Regions from separate parts of the Rattus norvegicus genome. Here region 1 is linked to region 2. Evidence: chromatin contacts called from public Hi-C data. All regions are on one chromosome and are shown on one strand. Each heading gives the region's core, a stretch centred on a gene start, on an enhancer-like site or on the middle of the called end of the contact. The rest is flanking DNA. Distances are from core to core; before and after follow the strand shown.

Region 1 (6,194 bases), core at 825-3,324, 110 kb after region 2:
GGATCGATCTGCATTCTTCTACATGTTGCCCTCCAGTTGATCCAGCACCATTTGCTGAAAATGCTATCTTTTTTCCATTGGATGGTTTTGGCTCCTTTGTCAAAAATCAAGTGACCATAGGTGTGTGGGTTCATTTCTGGGTCTTCAATTCTATTCCATTGGTCTATCTGTCTGTCTCTGTACCAATACCATGCAGTTTTTATCACTATTGCTCTGTAATACTGCTTGAGTTCAGGGATAGTGATTCCCCCTGAAGTCCTTTTATTGTTGAGGATAGCTTTAGCTATCCTGGGTTTTTTGTTATTCCAGATGAATTTGCAAATTGTTCTGTCTAACTCTTTGAAGAATTGGATTGGTATTTTGATGGGGATTGCATTGAATCTGTAGATTGCTTTTGGTAAAATGGCCATTTTTACCATATTAATCCTGCCAATCCATGAGCATGGGAGATCTTTCCATCTTCTGAGGTCTTCTTCAATTTCTTTCCTCAGTGTCTTGAAGTTCTTATTGTACAGATCTTTTACTTGCTTGGTTAAAGTCACACCGAGGTACTTTATATTGTTTGGGTCTATTATGAAGGGTGTCGTTTTCCTAATTTCTTTCTCGGCTTGTTTCTCTTTTGTGTAGAGGAAGGCTACTGATTTATTTGAGTTAATTTTATACCCAGCCACTTTGCTGAAGTTGTTTATCAGCTTTAGTAGTTCTCTGGTGGAACTTTTGGGATCACTTAAATATACTATCATATCATCTGCAAATAGTGATATTTTGACTTCTTCTTTACCAATCTGTATCCCCTTGATTTCCTTTTGTTGTCTGATTGCTCTGGCTAGAACTTCAAGAACTATATTGAATAAGTAGGGAGAGAGTGGGCAGCCTTGTTTAGTCCCTGATTTTAGTGGGATTGCTTCAAGTTTCTCTCCATTTAGTTTAATGTTAGCAACTGGTTTGCTGTATATGAACAGCCTTATTTATAATAGCTAGAAACTGGAAAAAAACAGATTTCCTTCAACAGATGAATGGATACAGAAAATATGGTACATTTACACAATGGAGTACTACTCAGCTATTAAAAACAATGACTTCATGAAATTCCTAGGCAAATGGATGGAACTAGAAAATATCCTGAGTGAGGTAACCCAGTCACAAAAGAACTCACATGGTATGTCCTCACTGAGAAGTGGATATTAGCCCAAGAGCTTGGCACCTAGCTTTTAATCCCAGCACTTAGGAGGTAGAATCAGACAGATCTCTGTGAGTTCAAGACCAGCTTAGACTACACAGCTTGTTCCAGGACTATGTAGAGAGACCCTGCTCAAACAAGTAAATGACTACATACTTTATGTAAGTAGAAGTGATAAGGATTCACAATGCAGATGTCAGAATCCTCTCTCAGATTTTATAACAAATATCCATGTGTGTGTGTGTGTGTGAGAGAGAGAGAGAGAGAGAGACAGACAGACAGACAGACAGACAGAGACAGAGACATAGAGAGACAGAGAGAGACAGAGAGACAGAGAGAGAGAATGTGTTACATTTTTAAAAGTTCAGGGCAAGTGAGATGGCTCAAAAGGTAAAGGTGGTTGCCACCAAACCTCCACTGAGAATAAATGCCAGAGACTCACAGGGTGAGGAAGATGGAGTCCTGCCAGTTGTCCTTGACCTCCCCTCCCCAAGCAAAAAAAAAATAAATGTAAAAGATTAAAGTCCACTTATAAAACATGAAAGTTTTCGAAGCTTTTATGTATAACATGTTCATTAGTGTGACGGTGACTCTTGGAGAGACATGAAGGAATGTTTATTTATGCAGATAGAGCCTCAGTGACTGGCCAGAGATATGGTTCCACTCAAGTCTAGCTTAACAAACCAGTGCCATAGTGGGGAGCATAGGTGAGAGGTTACTTACATGAGCTATCGTGACTCAGGCAGTTAGTTGAATTGCTGAAAAGTCCAACCCAACCTAGCATGACAACAGCTTGCAAACGCTTTGTGTCTGAAGCTCTGTACACAACCTACAGGCAGCTTGGGCCAAGCAGCCTCTCCTGCCAACAACTGTCACTGCTTAGATAACTGTGGACTTGTAACTTTCTGGACTCCTGAGCTCTATAAAAACTTGCACAATCTCTTTCCTCCAGGACAGAGTATGTCAACCCAGAGCAATGGCTACACAGCATGGCCATGGCTACATAGCACTGCAATGGCTACACAGCACTGCAAATGCTACACAGCACTGCCACGGCTACACAGCACTGCCACGGCTTCACCACACTGTACCTCCAAGACTAAGGATTAGAGCATGTGACACCAACCCACTACCACTCCCCCCTCTACTTCAGAATAATGCATGATACTTATTTTCCATTTATCCTTTCTTTGATTACTTTTCAATATTTAACCTTCATGTACACAGATATAAAGTACTACTTGATTTTTTTTTTTTTTTAGTTTTGGATCTAATCAAACATAATCTAAAACCAACCATCTTCTCTCTCAGCTTTACACTGTCAGTGTCTATCCATGCTGTATGGGTAGCTGCAATCTATCACTCAAGTATGAGCCGATGTGCACACTTCCTAAAGACTGGGACTGCCCATCAGCACTGACTTCCCAGCTGCTGCAACCCTCTTCCCGCTGAGAAAATGTGTTGTTTTTCTCTTCTGTGTTGAACAATCAAATCAGAAGTTTATCCATTTTGTTAGTTTTAATTTTTAATACTTCTAATTCTGTTAAATCTTTTTATTGTTTTAACACCAAAAGCATCCATGCATTGATCTTTACTTACCTGAAACTTCACCTGAACTATAAAGTTCATGATAGCATGCTCCAGGCAGGGCTGTTCTCAACACTGATCAATTTACTTAAAAAAAATAAAATAAAATAAAAATGAGGGACTGGAGAGATGGCCCAGGGGTTAAGATCACTGACTGCTCTTAAAGAGGTCCTGAATTTAATTCCCAGCAACTACATGGTGGCTCACAACCATCTGTAATGGGATCTGATGTCCTCTTCCGTGTGTCTGAAGACAGCTACAGTGTACTCATATAAATAAATTAATTAATTAATTTAAACACACACACACACACACACACACACACACACACACACACACACAAGTGCCTCAAACAAATTCAACTATCTTTTTGAGTTTGTTGTTGATCCTGTTTTTATTTTCTTCTAAAGTTTATCATTTTATTACTTCTAGTCCTTTTCCTGAGAAAGTTGAAAGTGTGCCTTGGTCACAGATGACATAACAGTTTTAGCACACTCTCACCTCTGCGTGCACACAGTTGGTGGCATATTACTGTTTCTCCAAGCTGTTTTAATATAGGATTGAGGGTTTTTAGCCACACCCTTGCTCCTGTAGAGTGTGGGCTGCTGGTGTTCTCTGAAGCGCTCAGTTTCCCTTCATCTCATGGTCTGAACTGTGGCTTAGGAGTCAGCTGGTCTCTGGTGCCTACAGGAAGATCCTGTCCCTTCTCTGTGGTGTTCTAAAGTGTAATTCAAACATGACCATGCACAGTACACAAATACACAGCAGTGTTGGGCTTCACAGTTGTCTCCCCTCGCCTCAGTTTAATCAGCCTTTCTGGATCTAGATAGCAGGATATTTCATCAGCTTTGTGCCTTCGTCATCTGTTCTGGAATGCTTCTCTCCATATTCTTTTTGTTTTTTTTAATCTTTATGTTCCTTTATTAGAGCAAGATTTCTGACATGTACAGTAATGTATTTGCTAAACAGAATCTTAAGTCCTGTGCAGATATTACACACTATCCATCTAGACAGATTTGGGTTACACATTGCCTATTGATGGAGTAGTTCCATTTAAGAAGTTTTATACATCAGAAAGCTTTGAATTTGACCAGGCTGTCCATTAATCATCTCTGAAAAAAAAAACAGCATTTCGTTTTAGCTCTATTTTACAGCTTTAAAATGCTTATGCGTCAGGTCGTTTCCCGAGGCACTGTTCTCTGCACAATGGCACTGAGCAGTAAGTACTTCATCCACCCAGTTCAGAGTCACATCTGAGCGCTTCTGCTACACCCGTGACAGATACCACCTCACTGCTTACCCTGATAGCCCACCTTCTCCGTCAGTTCACACTGCCAGGTCACACCAGCAGCTGTCCTTTGTAGATGGCGTTAGAGCATCAGGTCAGTGACAGTGGGAGCAGGTGCTGCCGTGAGATCCAAGTAACTCAAGGCCCTTTTTTTAAAAAAAATGCCAAATGTGAGATAAAAATAAAGGACATGAGTCCACAGCAGCAAGCTGTGCTCACTCAGTTACGGAGACGTTAAGACATGATTGAAATCCCTTTAACTCAATCTGCCTAGCCCTGAGGTCATCCTGCAAAGTGCATATAAAAAAAAATACAAAGTTAGGGAGACAAAGTTTGACATGATGTCATTAGGCAGGTCAAACTTGGAAGGTCTGTGGAGCATCTGTTCTGACAGAAAAGCATCAGGTCCTTTGTGTGCGCACTGATTTTACTGCAACAAAGCAACTTGTACACATCAACATTTAAAATGAGCATCTTTTTCCTTCCAGTGAAAACCGAAAAAGAAAAAAAATAAAGATAAAAGTTACAACAGAGAATGCCAACTCCAAATAAAACCCTACAGCTTCTGCTGATTCTCTCATTGACTGCAGGGCTCAAGCCATCATCAGGAGAGAATTTTATTTTAAGTGTCACCTTAAACTGCAAGGATATCTGTTAAACATCGCAATGAAACATGACAGAGGAGAAACCATGCTGTCAGATGTCCAACCCCCCACACACCTCAATCCCACCCTTGTTCACCCTCTATACCCCCCCTTTTGTTCTTTTTTTTCCTTTTTATTAAACAAGAGAAAGTAGACAGATACATGTTGGTAAATGCTAACTGTCTGTATTCACATAGAGACACAGTGTAATCGCTGAGCCCAATATACAGAGAAAAGAAGAAGCTAGACTTCTATGCACTACTACACAGGGGCCTAGCACCCTCCAGCCTCCAGCAGAGCCAAGGGAACTGGAGGGCTTTTCTTTCTTCCCTTGTTGAATCCACAGTTTGAGGCAAGGATAAAAATAAATTTAGAACAGAAACGCGAAGATTATTTTCCTGTTGTATTTTGCTCAAGATATTTTCCCTCAAATTAGTTGAGAACCATGATGTGGAGACCTCAAAAACAGGGCAACTGAGTGCAGAGGGACCGAGAGGAAAGGACTGCAACTTGCTCCCAGGGACTGGAGAAAGTTAAAAAATAAAAAGAAAATGAAAAAGGTTGGATCCATCGGTCTTCTGTGCTAGTCATCCTCGCCTTCATCCTCCTCTCCCTCCTCCCCTTCATCCTCATCGTCATCTTCTTCACCTTCATCCTCGTCTTCTTCTTCATCAATATCTTCCAACCCTTCCTCCTCTTCATCATCATCGTCGTCATCCTCTGCCTCTCCTTCTTCATCATCCGTATTGGGAACCAAATAGTACTGTCAGGGATTTGGCCAAATACCATCTTTGATGGCCTCTCCTAACTCGTCAGCACCTGCATCAGAACGGTCAGTAAACCAGGGAAAGGAGCTCTCTGACTCTTCACGCTGCCTCTTCCTGCTGGCCTTATTCTGCGTTTGACTTGAGCGTTTTGTCAAATCCTTCCCAGATTTCCATTTGATTTCAGTGGACTTTGAAGACAGGTCACCACTCTCATTCAGATGAAATTCTTTGGAGAGAACTTTATTTTCAAAGTAAGGATTTTCATCAAAATAAAAAATCTACTCTGTAACCTGATTTAATATCTTCAAATTCTGTCACTTCAACTCTGGTCAAATAATGCAGGGCCTCCTTGTCTTCCTCCCCAAGCAGTGCAGACACTTGTGGGTGGCTGACAAATGTTGTTACCCAAAAATTAGGGATTTTGGCGATCAGTTCTGACCTCTTCTGAAAAAGTGGTTGGCGGAGTTTGTTTTATTTTTGTTCTACTTTCAGAATTTCCTCACTGGCTTGTTCATTAAGTCTGTCTGTTTCATTTTGTTCTTCATCAATATGTTCAATTGCTTCTTGTTGTTCTTTTTCTCCCTTCGGCAGGCCGGGAGAGGCCGACTGGTCCTCCAGCTTCAGGGCAGCAATGGGTCTGAGTTTCTTGGGCTGAGGCAGGATTGCAGATTGCCACTTCGGGTCCATGGCAGGAGGGAGGTGGCCAGGAGACAGAGGCCAGAGCCCTG
Region 2 (6,668 bases), core at 3,302-5,801:
CTCCGAATTACAGTGTTATTAAGTCCTTGGCTTCAGTGCCCACAATTACTGCCTCATGCTCTCCTGGTGATAGCTGCTGGCTTCAGATTTCTCCTCTCCCTTCTCTCCTTTGCCCATCCCTGTCCATTCTGTCCTTGGTACTAAACAGAGATCTAATCTTGGATGCTGTCTCAGCTCCCTCTTACTTATGGTGCATCATGTCTCTCTAACCTTCAGGCTCAAGACTTGAACCCATAAAATGGCAGACAACTGTCTGCTGATGATCTGTCCGGGAGCTTCCTGTATATCCTCTAACTCTCTGACTTCAAGTATTCTCCAGAGACCCCAAACCTATTGCATTACCACATTCCCAGAGTACAGTTTATTCTCCTGCCTTGAGAGCCTGACCCCTGGGATGCCCATCAGCGCTCTTCGCATAAGGCAATGCACAGTATCTCCTTTAGTGTTCCATTATACATGGCTCTCCTGAGGCTCCTTCCCTGATCATCTCCTCTGGACTCCTACTAGGACTTGCCCCTGTGGACAGACAGTCATCTCTGTGTCAGTTGTAGGTGGTGCGTGCACAGCTGAACTGTGTTATTTCTTGGGGGTTTGTTTCCTACCTGTGTCCCAGTCTCAGGCAGGATCCGATGCGATGCATTAAAGACCAAACCCCAGCTCTGTCACATACAGTGGTGCTCAAGCAAGGTACTTACTCTGTGTAGCTTAAGTTTTATTACTTATAGAACAGCAATAACAGCTCCTGACTGCCTCATAAAGTTATCAGAGTAATGTATATAAAGTAATGTATATAAAGTGCTGTGAGCAGGAGGAAATGTTATCTCTAAAAATTACTCCAGTTGCCAGCCATGTCCTGTTAGGACACCATGTCTTAGGTGTGTCAGTTTCCCAGGTCCAGAACAGTCCCTGGCCCCAGAGCACATGTGGAATAATGTGTATTTAAAGGAAGAATGGTTTGATATTTATTTTGTTGCTCTTTGCTTGGAAAAACCCCGAGTCCCTCTGGCTTCCCTTTCTAAGATCCTTTGTGCTGAAGTTCTCCTTCCGTGGTGTCACTAACCCTTCACATATTAAACAGCAGGGTGTGAGACAGGCTGAACTGTGAGATGCTCCCACGAACAGCACACATTCCTTCTGCAGGACGCAAACATTGACTAAAAGCACATTAATTATATTGTCATGAGCATGATACTCAATTTAGGGACCTTGGGGGGGGTGTCAAGAAATTTTGCTGATATATGGGAAATGAGAAGCTCAGGGCCAGAGCACTGTCACAGAAGCTATGAGAGACGTAGGCAGCATGCGCCACATGTGCTAAGTCCTGGAGCAGAAGAAAGCAGGTGTACACAGGCCTTGTTCCTTGTCCGCTGCAACTGCTGTCTGCTTACTGCTGGGATGAGCCTTCTGCACAACTCTCAGATGTCCTGTCATGACACCTCTGAGAGCAAGAGCCTATTGTGGTTCACTGTCTGCAGAAGAATGTTGTTACTCATAACTCAGTACAACTCCTGGTCAGGGTCCAGCTTCACCTCTTATGTCACCTCTCTGTGTGCTGAGCACACACAGCAATTGTGAGCTTCTTCACACACACACACACACACACACACACACACACACACACTCACTCACTCATTTGCTCACCATTGACTGGGGCTGTTACTGTTACCACAAAGACCTCTCATCTCTGTCCTGGCTATGCGTGATGATCCCAATGTTCATTTGTTCTAGGTATGAGGTGCTTCAACTTTTTTTTATCGTCCTTTATTCTAGTCTTTCCCAAGCTATTTTCAAAACAAGTGTGTTGCTATCCACCAAGATGATTTCACAACTCAGTAGTAGATCTTGCCACTCAGCTGTAAACACAGCCCCCATTAGCCTAAAACAATTTGCGAGGACCTGTGGTTCTCGAAGGCAGCTGGCTAGGGTGGAACCCGTGCTTTGGATTTTGTTTTGGTTCTATTTTTGGCGGTCGAATTCTCTGCCTCACTTGAATTCTATCACGAGAGCAAGGTGAGGTTCTGTGTGAGCCGGTGTGTGACCCTGGGGCACATGGAGACAATCGGCTGAGCTTCCTCATCTGCAGATGGTGTAACACTTCCCTTATGCAGTGCTATCAGTATTCTGAAGTTACTGTCTTGAGCTGAACCAGATCACACACTGAGCAAAGATGGATGAGGGAAAGTATTCCAGCTGTGAGAGAGAAAAAAAAAAAAACTTCCATTAGCAAGTAAATCCATGACAAGCAGGGGAAGCTACCACCCCTGGATGTAGTAAGTGACCTTTGTGGTTAGATTGGCTTTAAAATTATACAAGGGAAGAGTGAATCTTTATAAAAACGACTCCCCAAGGGATCCAGGCTTCAAACTTGTTTTACATCTTCTATAGAGAGTTCAAGTGGAATGTTTCGATATTACTTTCATTTTAAATTTTGCATCTTCGGCTTGAGATTTCAGAATAAGAATAAAAGAAACAAAACAAAACAGAGCAAGGGGACCGTAAATCTCAGCAGCTGCCTGGAGAAGGAGGATGGAGAGAAGGAGAGAAAACCTCGGTTTCTGAGTTAGGCCTGGACATCCACAGCAGCAGACGGCAAACAATTGACTTGAATGGCTTGGAGGGAGGGAGGGAGCTTTAGAGAAAGAGTGGAGTAACCCAGAGCACCAGATAAAACATCTGGCCAGTGTCTTTTTTTTTTTTTTTTTTTTTTTTTTTCGGAGCTGGGGACCGAACCCAGGGCCTTGTGCTTCCTAGGCAAGCGCTCTACCACTGAGCTAAATCCCCAACCCCTCTGGCCAGTGTCTTAAACAAAGGCACAAAAGACAACAAAAGAGGCTCAGGAACTGTAGCAGAAGAGAGCTTACAGACTGTAAGAGTCAGAGGAGCAGGAGGTGTGCTGTGAGATTACATCTCCTAGAAGCTACAGCTATGTATATAGGATCATCAACATGGCTGCCTAAACAGGACCTGAGCAAGGCAGACACAACAGATAACAGACATGCTCATGTGAACTGGAGAAAGCTCACAGGGCCTCAACCCTACACAAAGAGCCACAACCAACTAAGGAATGTTGAGAGCAGGAGAAATGGTCTCCCAGAAAAATATAACCAACTGGTTATCTAATTCCAAGTGGTCAGCCATGAAATCACATATACACGAGTAAAGTTATATAAACTAAGCAGGTTATATTTTATATATTTAGGAATTTATGTGATATATACATATATCAACAATTAAAGAAAAAAGAAAAAGGCGTTAAGGGAAGCAGTTAGAGGAAGGGGAATAATGTAATTACATCTTAATCTGAAAAATAGAAAAATATGTAATTTTTAAAGGGTTAATCATCCTTTTTTGAGTTGGAAAGGGGGACAGACCTAACAGAATCCGAGGAAGGCTCTGGAATGACTTGCAGGGGCAAAATTTCTGTTCTGGCCAGTTTTATGTCAACTTGACACGAGCTTAAGTTATCAGAAAGGAGGGTCCTACAATGAAGAAAACACCCACAGAACATCTGGCTGTAGGACATTTTCTTAATTAGTGATTGATGGGGAAGGGCCCAGCCTTTGTGGGTGGTGCCATGCCAGGGCAGTTGGTTCTGGGATCTAAAAGAAAGAAGGCTAAGGAAGCCATGATGAGAAAATCTTCTACCTCCAGGTTTTTGTCCTGTTCGTGTTCTTGTATTGACTTCCTTCAGTGATGGATTGCAACATGGATGTGTAAATCGAACCCTAACCTTAACCCCAACTTGCTTTTGGTCATGGAGTTTCATCACAGCAATAGAAGCCTTCACTGGGACATTTATCTAAAGGGATAATTGTTCCTCCTATCCTTGGTCAGGTGACTGACCTGCCCAATGGGATTAATCTTTATGGAACACCACTGTCTCCACTCAGAGGTAGATTTCTTTCCACCAGGAGGAAATAGCTTTTATTGAATGGGCCTCCAGTGCCAACGAAACACTGTGTCAATTAAAATTGTACAACTTGCAAGAGATATGAAACTTCACAACACTGATGAAAACAAAGCCAAGGAATTGTAAGACACATAGGTGAAGAAGCCATCAAAAAGAAATTGCAGAAAACTAACAGCAAGTGACAAGCCATGTCCTCCAGGACATGGAATGGAATGTGGAAATACGTAGATAATTCCTCCAGCTCTCATTTAAAAAGCTGACCAAATTTATGGTCATGCTGCCTAGTTTAGAAGGGTGACATTGCATAGTTCACTTGGCTCACCATTCACTTTCTGACTGGCGATCTATGAATGTCAGGAGCCAAGGTTGAAGTTCAGTGTGAGGGTGGGTCTGTCTTACAGATCTCTCTGTCTCACTCTCTCTCTGTCCCTATCTCTGTGTCTCTGTCTCTGTTTCTCTCTGTCTCTCTGCCTCTGTCTCTCTCTGTGTGTCTCTGTCTCTGTTTCGTTCTCTCTCTCTCTCTCTCTCTCTCTCTCTCTCTCTCTCTCTCTCTCTCGGCCAAGGCCTGCAGAGTCAGCCCTCTCTGCTCTCAGGGCTACTGGAAGGCAGCAGGTTCTTGTTCCCATCACGTGAGTAAGTAGAAAAAGCTGAAAATACAAAGTCTCAACATCTGCTGTGTGTAACACCTCTCTGTGTTTGCTATCCAGTTGATAGTTATCAAAGTTTCGACTTACGCAAAAGCATTCACGTGAGAAAAACAAATAATCCAGTGATTTCAAAACTTCACTAGAACTTCAGTGAACATTAATTCTTCCTGCAAGAGTTTGGAGTAATTCTGTTGCTGTTTTGTTCTGCAAAGAGCTGTATTGGGTAGCTGAAACAGGTACCACCCTGCTTGACACTTGAGCAACCGTAGTTGCCAGGGTCTGGCCACTTGGATCCAATTAGGTACAGAATACCAACCTATCTGGCAGTAATGTAGTCCTAATTGTCACAACTATCTCACATAACATATTCTTTTGCCTCTAATTACCTATGAGCATAAGAGATACCAGCTTAGAACAGCTTACCTAAGTTTTCCCAAGTCTCTGGCAAACATTCTCAACTCCACAGCTCTGTTGTACAGAGACCCTTCACAGCTTTCACTGTGCTGGGCATTGATTAAGGTTCAAGTCTTTACTAATAGCAGAAGAATTGAAACCACAGTGATAAGTTTTCAGAGTACAACATGATACTATATCAATTAGAAGTACTGGTTACCTTAGGGACTGGATTTCATTTTGTGTTTTTTCCCTCTCTCTATGTTCTTCCTGAGGGTGATATACAATGAAATGAACGAAAACCATCCTCATCGAAAGGGAAAGAGCAGCTGTGATGTTCAGGCACTGAAGGTCCACTGTGGTTTGCTTCCACTGATCATTTCACAGAGATGGAAACAATTACAACCTTCCAGGCAAGAGGAAGGGACTCCTGGTGCCTCTTCTTTTGGCTATTAAGACTATTAAGATGATGAACCTCGGAAATTGGTATTTCCCCAGAAATCTCATGCTGGGAGCCTGGTGTCAGCCAGAGGGGGTACTTGCCTACCAGAAAGAGATGTCACACAATTCTGATAACTTGTCAGAACACTTTGCAGAAGAGACATGAGAACAGAGACAAAGACAGAAGGAGCTACGTCTTTGCCCCAACTGTTAAGTTATGCACACTTCTTACCCTCTATTTAAATACAGACCTCATGATGGGGCCCTTCCCATGATGCACTTGGGAAGGTGTGGTTACTAGATTTCTTTTCCAGTTTCTCTTCTGAATGAGACCATTGAATTAATCTCTTTTCCCAGCTTTTCACTATTAGTTGTCTCTTGAATTGATGTATTGAGGAGGCAGCTGAGCCTAGCATTTTAGACCTACCAGGGCATGGTGTTTGACCTCACTCCTCTGGTAACACTCTGAACTGGGTAGCTAAAACTAATGCCAGAGTTCAAAGCCAGAACAGAGAATTGGAAATAGAGGAATCTCCAATGGCTGAGAAGCACCTGAAGAAACAATCAAAGTCCTTGGTGATCATAGAAATGCAAATCAAAACCTGAGATTCCACCTCACACCAGTCAGAATGGCTAAGATCAAAATCTCAGGTGACAACACATGTTGGCAAGCATGTGGAGAAAGAGGAACACTCCTCCATTGCTGGTGGGATTGCAAACTGGTACAACCACTCTGGAAATCAATTTGAAGGTTCCTCAGAAAATTGGAAATAGACCTACCTAAAGATCCAGAAATACCACTCTTGGGAATATAACCAAAAAATGCCCCACCATGCCACAGGGACACATGTTCTACTATGTTCATAGCAGCCTTATTTGTGATAGCCAGAAGCTAGAAACAACCCAGATGTCCCATGACAGAAGAATGGATACAGAAAATGTGGATCATTTACACAATGGAATACTACTCAGCTATTAAGAACAAGGACATTCTGAGTTCTACAGGCAAATAGATGGAACTAGAGGTAAAAGGACATGCATGGTATATTTTCACAAACAAGTGGGCATTAGCCAAAACAAACAAACAAACAAACAAACAAACAAACAACAAAAAAAGTACAGAATACCCAAGATACAGTCCACAGAACTCAAAAAGTTCAAGAAGCTGAAGGGCCCAAGTGAGGATCCCACTTGGGAGGAAGAAGAAAGTAACCACAAGTCAGGAGGGAAGCAGGGAGGGATGGGTAGTGGTTGGGGGAAAGGGGAACATGATCAGT

Evidence for each region. Hi-C and Micro-C count contacts between places; a contact is called where the count stands out from the background.
Region 1: a Hi-C map of liver shows a contact between it and region 2, with 3 times the contacts expected there. The contact joins two enhancer-like sites. A contact is called at or near these places in 2 of 12 Hi-C or Micro-C datasets (kidney and liver).

The regions. Positions count from the first base shown.
Region 1 is chr2:249,516,542-249,522,735 of GRCr8, forward strand. It overlaps the pseudogene Set-ps12. Among named protein-coding and RNA genes, the nearest start is that of Cth, 140 kb to the right of the region's middle. Within about 2 kb of position 2,075, at least 3 of the 93 cell types and tissues checked have an H3K27ac peak or open chromatin away from gene starts, as enhancers often do. A contact at or near this core is called in liver, where this site is marked.
Region 2 is chr2:249,400,715-249,407,382 of GRCr8, forward strand. It overlaps a transcript of Ptger3 not described here. Among named protein-coding and RNA genes, the nearest start is that of Ptger3, 140 kb to the left of the region's middle. Within about 2 kb of position 4,552, at least 4 of the 93 cell types and tissues checked have an H3K27ac peak or open chromatin away from gene starts, as enhancers often do. A contact at or near this core is called in liver, where this site is marked.